2 separate regions of the Rattus norvegicus genome follow, and region 1 is linked to region 2. Evidence: chromatin contacts called from public Hi-C data. All regions are on one chromosome and are shown on one strand. The core of a region is the stretch at or near the end of the contact, and the rest is flanking DNA. Distances in the headings are between cores, read along the strand shown.

Region 1 (3,192 bases), core at 683-3,182, 77 kb before region 2:
AAGTAGCTCATTTTTCAAAGTCAACAATGGAGGTTAAAAGGCAGCAAAACTATGTAAGCTGCACAGTGAAAGAAAACATGTGCCCACCTACAATCCTAAAATTCTAGCATCAGAAATTCTATTGGAAGTTCTGAACTTAAGAGAGAAATGAAAGGACCCAGAGGAAAGGCCCAAAGTACAGGGCCCAAGATGCGAAAAGAAATAAAAGAAAAACAAAATGAAAGGATCTTGTACAACTTTTTAAAAAATGCATGTACGTTGACAAATAGCAAATTAGTTGAGATATAAGTGAACGGTGTTTAAAGTTTCAATATTACTAAACCTCACAGAACAGTGTTAAGATTGATATCTGGGGGTTGGGGATTTAGCTCAGTGGTAGAGCGCTTGCCTAGGAAGTGCAAGGCCCTGGGTTCGGTCCCCAGCTCCGAAAAAAAGAAAAAAAAAAAAAGAACCAAAAAAAAAAAAAAAAAGATTGATATCTGCTTAACATTTGGGTAAGTTGATGCAAGGTTAAGATAAAGTATTAGAAACTATAATTTTAGACTAGCTACCAAAACCAGATAATTCTAAAATAATAAAATTTCTAAAAAAAAATTAAATAAATAGAAGAGAAAAAATAATACTTTAAAAATTTAGCCAATCCAGAATGAGTCAAGAAGAGAGGCAGGGAGGGGGGATGGTAGATGAGGAAGCACATTCGGAATCCCCAAATAATATGACGAACTCAACCTCCAAGACACAAGTAATTATATTAGATGTAAGTGGGCTACGAGTACTCCTCTTCCTTAGTAAATGCACAGTTGGGGGCTGTGGGTAACCACGAGGGTGTCCCTTGGGTTAATGGTAGGTGGTGTAAATTCCAGTCCTCAGCTAAGCATCAATAGAATATGGGATTCTGAGCAGTACCCACCCAGGAAATGATGTCATTAGGTTGGATAGTGAGTGGGCCTCAGCCCATTCTTTCCCATTTCGAAACTGTTCTTAATGACCTCTTTTAGAAGGTCTTGGTCTCCTGCGAGCAGGAGTTGGTTATGTTCCCAGAAGGAAAGGGCGCCCTCTGCTGAGAGAAGATGGAATTATTTTAACTTCAGAGAAAGCACACGGGATGGAGTTTGGGAGAGGGGGCGGGGAGAAACATTGCAAAGACACCATCCCTTCTGAGAGAGGTGAAGAAAGGCGATCTTCGCGTGGTTTTATTTCCCCTGGACATGGACCACATCTGGATGTGACCCTTAAAACGGTCCAGTCCACTGACTTTGAGTTGTGCTGGATGAGAACAGAGTGGGAACATGACAAGAATGTATGAGGACACACCGAGATGCCATGGCGATAACCTGCACTTCAAATCTTGGACACCTCACATCTTTATTCTTTATACTACTCTGAGTGGAGATTACGTCTTATGGACTGGAAACCTGCTACCTGATGTTACCTGCTTCCAAGTGACCTACAGTGAGAGAGAGGGTCACCTAGTCCAGTGACGATGGATACCAACAAACCTGAATGATACATATGCGTTCAAGTGTTTTAAGTGACCACATTAGAAAGATATTAATTTCAATTAAATATTTTATTCAATACAGCGTATGTTAAAATATCACCATTTAGACATCAATCAGCACAAATCTTGAAGAGAAGCTTTACAACCATTTTTGCCTTAACACTTCAACATCATTACCTTTAACACACATCTCGATTCAGACTAGCCAGCTATCAGGCACTTAAAAGCTGTGTGTGGCTAGTGGTTGCCCATCTAGACGGTTCTCCGCAGGCCCAAATGGCATAGCAGTTGCCCTGGACACTGCTGCATCCAGGGTTAGCAGTGAATGAGCAGGGTGCAGTTTGCCTAGTCAGCCTTGCATGCCTGGGAAGCTGGGCTGTGCTCACATTTCAGCCACGTCAGAACTTCTCCCAGAAACACCCAGGGTTGGGAGTGTGCCCAAGTCACTTGGCAGGCCTCTTCTCTGGCAGTGGATTATTCTGGAGCGACTGTGTCTTGTCCTGCCCACAAGCTGCAGTCATGACTATACTTGTAATCATAAGTAGAAACAATCTTGCCTCTCCGTTCATTGTCAGTTTATGTGGTTTTAAAGTGGCCTGGGAGAAAACAAGCCTTTTAGAGCGTGTTTGAGCATGTTGCCAGGACACTGTCAGAGCACAAACAGAGCTAGGAAAACCAACCTTGAATATGGGTAGCGCTGTCCTATGGGCTAGGATCTCAGACTGAATAAAAGAACAGAGAAAACAAGCAAAGTGCCCACACTCAACTGCTTCCTACGGCAGAGGCAGTGTGGCCAGCTGCCTCACACATCTGTGACCATGCCTTACCATCATGATGAGCCAAATCCCTTCTTTTATGCATATCTATGCACATTATTAAGTAGACATTAATTTCTTTAAAACATTATTCTCTCACAGTTTGAAATGTATATAGCTATTTCGATTATATTCACCACTGGTTTCCCCTCCCACTGAACCCCTTCTTCCCAACAGGGCCTCCTCTCACTTCCGTGTCCTTTTTTTTTTTTTTTTTTTTTTTTTTTTTTTTTTTTTTTGCTGCCCACTGTGTTTAATTACGGTTGCATGGGTCAGGGGTTGTTTATTTGAACAAAGAAAACTTACACCACTAAGGAATGTGACTCTACCTCTATTCACTCATTAGCCTGTAGCCCTTCAGGTAGGAGAGAGTTTTATAAGCCCCTCTCCCATTCATAACAGAATGCTAATGGTTCCCATTAATGCAATTCCGGTGTAGACAGTCGCACGTGCTGTGTACGCATGGGTCTCACAGCCATGTCAGGTCCACAGGATAGCCACTGCTTCTCATCTCCAGGCTCGCACATTCTTCCCACCTCCTTTCGGGGGTGGCACTGATGTCCTTCTTAAGGGCTGAGTGCTCAGCACTCACTTATTCTCTTCCCTTGGACCAATCATGAGTCTGCGTGAACTACTTCCGGTGCAAACGGAAGCTTCACAGGCCGAGACTGGCAGCAGCACTGACATGGGTATAAACATAAATATTTAGAAGGAAATTGTATACATTGTATTTCAGCAAAGCAACAGTAGCGTATTACTATCTAGGGCCTATCCCTTCTCCGCCGGACTCTTGGAAAGGTTTGCAGGACCAGGCACAAATCCCTCCTGTGAAGCAGGCTCAGAGCCAATCAGGAGTTGGTTACCGCACAAGGGTCA
Region 2 (3,215 bases), core at 414-2,913:
GTAATCCCAAGCTCTATGATAAACAACTGTTCAGTGTGTTCATGAGCTCCAATGGGGATCCAGGCAACTATGGAGTAAAACTATTTAAAAAAAAAATCAGATGTATACTGAACGCATCTGATTTTTTTCTTGCTATCATTCCCTACTAATTCCCAGTATAATATTATTTGTATCCTACATACTACACTGTATTGGAGATTATAAACATTCTAGAAGTCTTTCACAGTATCGGGAGAACATGCACTGGTTATCTACCAGCACTGCCCCACTTCACACGGGGGAGCTGAGGATCCTCAGGGGTCATCTATGCAGAGCGCTAGACTCAATCTCCCACAGGTACTGAGGAAAAACACATTACCCTTAGGTAACCGTGTGGTCCAAGGAAATGACAGTGGCCCAAGGCTGTCTCTACCACGCTGAATGGGAGCTGTGCCTATAACATCATTTCTAACTATCCATCTCAACAGACACCATTTACTCTTTACCTCATACGGCATTTCCTCATCAGAACACACTACTACCATCTCAGGCCTAAATCACAATCATTTCTACATTTTCCTTATACTAGTCATGCAAACTGCATCTTCAGTACCATCAGGGTGTGTGTGTGTGTGTGTGTGTGTGTGTGTGTGTGTGTATGTGTGTGTGTGCGTGTGTGTGTAACCTTATCTCTCATGGACTGCTTCATATCTTAGTATCTGTCCTATCTAGTTTTTAGCTCACTTGACACAAGCTGGAGTCATCTGAGAGAGAAAACCTCAATTGATAGAATGTCTCCATAAGACCAGGCTGTAGACAAGCCTGCAGGGCATTTTTAAAACTGGTGATTGATGTGGGAAGGTTCTGCTCACTGTCCTTAATACCACTCTTGGTCTGGTGGTCCTGGGTTCTATAAGAAAGCAAGCTGAGCGTTGGGGATTTAGCTCAGTGGTAGAGCACTTGCCTAGCAAGCGCAAGGCCCTGAGTTCGGTCCCCAGCTCCGAAAAAAAAAAAAAAAAAAAAAAAGAAAGAAAGCAAGCTGAGCAAGCCAGAAGGAGCAGACCAATAAACGTGGCCTCTACTTCAGCACCTGTCTCCAGGTTCCTGGCTTCGGTTCCTGTCCTGACTCCCTTAGTGATAGACTATGGCTAGGAGTGTGGTTACAGTGTTTCAGGACAACAATAGCAACCCTAAGAGCACCTCACTGAGTGTGTGTGTGTGTATGTGTGTGTGTGCGTGTGTGTGTAACCTTATCTCTCATGGACTGCTTCATATCTTAGTATCTGTCCTATCTAGTTTTTAGCTCACTTGACACAAGCTGGAGTCATGTGAGGTGGAACATCAGCATGGTGGCTGTTTGACACATACCATTGTAGTTGCTCCCTCCTACAATAAACTAAACCTCTTCAGGTAAAGGTGCAGATTTGTATGAGTTCTTTTTCTAGTTTAGGTGGAGACAGAAGACCGATTCCTGTAGTAGTAGTAGTAGAAAGAAAAGCCAAGTTTTAAAAAAGAATAGACGAGAGAAGAAGGTAAAACAAGCAAACAAACAACCAAAACCCTGATCCTTAGACAAATCAGACTTTCCTATGGGTCTACAGAGAAGCAGTTGAAGCAGGAAAGTGTGGCTAAGTGAAAGAAAGTCCTAAAGAGTTATTAATGGCCGCGCAGAGTCGGGTCAGGTTCCACAGGCGAAAGGCCCAGGAAGAGTGTGAACAGCTGCAGAAATGGATCTGCCCCGGACTGAGAGATGTTGCTGGGTCAGAAAAATATTTGAAAAAACAATGACAAAAAAAGTGTTCAAAATCAGATTAAATAATGGGTCAGTTTCCAAAAGGAAGCCGTGGGGGTTAGGAGGACTAATTAGGGAAGGAGGGAGAGAGAGAGAAAAGGGAGGAGGCTAAAGGGGTGTGTGTGTGTGTGTGTGTGTGTGTGTGTGTGTGTGTGTGTATAAGCAGACACACATACATTATATACACAAAAAATCATACACAAAACATAAAAGTAACTATTACTCATCGGTAATAAAAAAACATAATAAAATGTGATAATTATGTTATTATCTAGTTAAAGAGTGACAAGAGATTTGGGCAAGCACTTTACAAGAAGCATACACAGACAGACGCTAATAGTTTCCAACTTTAAAAAAAAAAGTGTAAGACATATGAGCACATCTTTTCAATATTTTGTGTAGAGAACTTAAATCTTATCGTGTAGGAGTTTCTCTCCCCCACCTTGGCCTTGCTCATCCACTGTGTCAACGATAGGGAAACGGTATAGCGAAAGGAATATTTTCCCTTTCTCTGCTTGATCCAGGAGTTGGATTACAGTCACAAGCTTCTGGAACATTGGCTAAGGCTTGATATTTTTAGAGTCACCTGGCAGAGTATTATGCAAAAGAGGTCAAAAGTAATAGAAGCAAGGCTTAGGCAACTTGTGGCTACTTCCTTTCCTGATATCTGCTTGCTCTGCTAGTGTAAGCCTCGGAAGCAGCCTTCGTCTCCCATCAGATGCAGGGAAAGGGGCAGGCAGTGGCTGAACACCTGGCAGGAGCTGATCCAGCAAGTGAGTACGAAAGGCTAAGAATTCCACCTAAGTCCACGTCCATTCGCCCGTCTTATATCACAGCTGTTTCCTCTCTAATGTAATGCTCATCATTAGCACTGACAGAGCGAACCTTCAGAATCCAAGTAGGTTTCCCAAGAGTCACTCATCAGAAATGTTAGAAGAGCAAAGTACGTGTGTTATTATCCCAAGAAAAGTACATGCTGGTGCTGAGGACTTAACAGAGCGATAGAGTCCCTGTTTGGGGTGCACAAGTCCCTGGGTTCAGGCTCCAGGAAACAAAGGGGATGGGGGAAGAGAATTTTCTGTTTCTCTGTCTAACAGTAATTCTGCCTGTCTGCCTCAAGTGAATGAAGGTAAGTTTCCAAAAATGAGAAAGTGAAAATTATACACACACACACACACACACACACACACAATCCTTTCTTCTTGTGACCATGTTTATCTATATCACTACATTTGTGCAAACATATATGCACCTCACAACAATAAGCAACAGAGGAATAACTGTGAAAGTGAGGCCAGTTATTCAAATTTTTCTGTCTTCCCCGAAGTCTGTTGGCATGGGGAGTCTGTGGGCTGGGTTCACAGAGCAAGGAGGATTTTATATAGAGTAAATATACTGAGCCATGCCATCAGGAAAACCAAGGGAATGCCTGATTTTTCCTACC

The links. A called contact is a pair of places that touch in the nucleus more often than the background predicts.
Region 1: a Hi-C map of psoas muscle shows a contact between it and region 2, with 2.2 times the contacts expected there. The contact joins two enhancer-like sites. A contact is called at or near these places in 1 of 12 Hi-C or Micro-C datasets (psoas muscle) and 1 of 1 datasets of contacts at active chromatin or transcription factors (oligodendrocytes).

What each region holds. Positions count from the first base shown.
Region 1 is chr2:32,297,296-32,300,487 of GRCr8, reverse strand. No RefSeq gene overlaps it. Among named protein-coding and RNA genes, the nearest start is that of Zfp366, 14 kb to the left of the region's middle. Within about 2 kb of position 1,932, at least 54 of the 93 cell types and tissues checked have an H3K27ac peak or open chromatin away from gene starts, as enhancers often do.
Region 2 is chr2:32,220,364-32,223,578 of GRCr8, reverse strand. No RefSeq gene overlaps it. Among named protein-coding and RNA genes, the nearest start is that of Zfp366, 91 kb to the left of the region's middle. Within about 2 kb of position 1,663, at least 2 of the 93 cell types and tissues checked have an H3K27ac peak or open chromatin away from gene starts, as enhancers often do.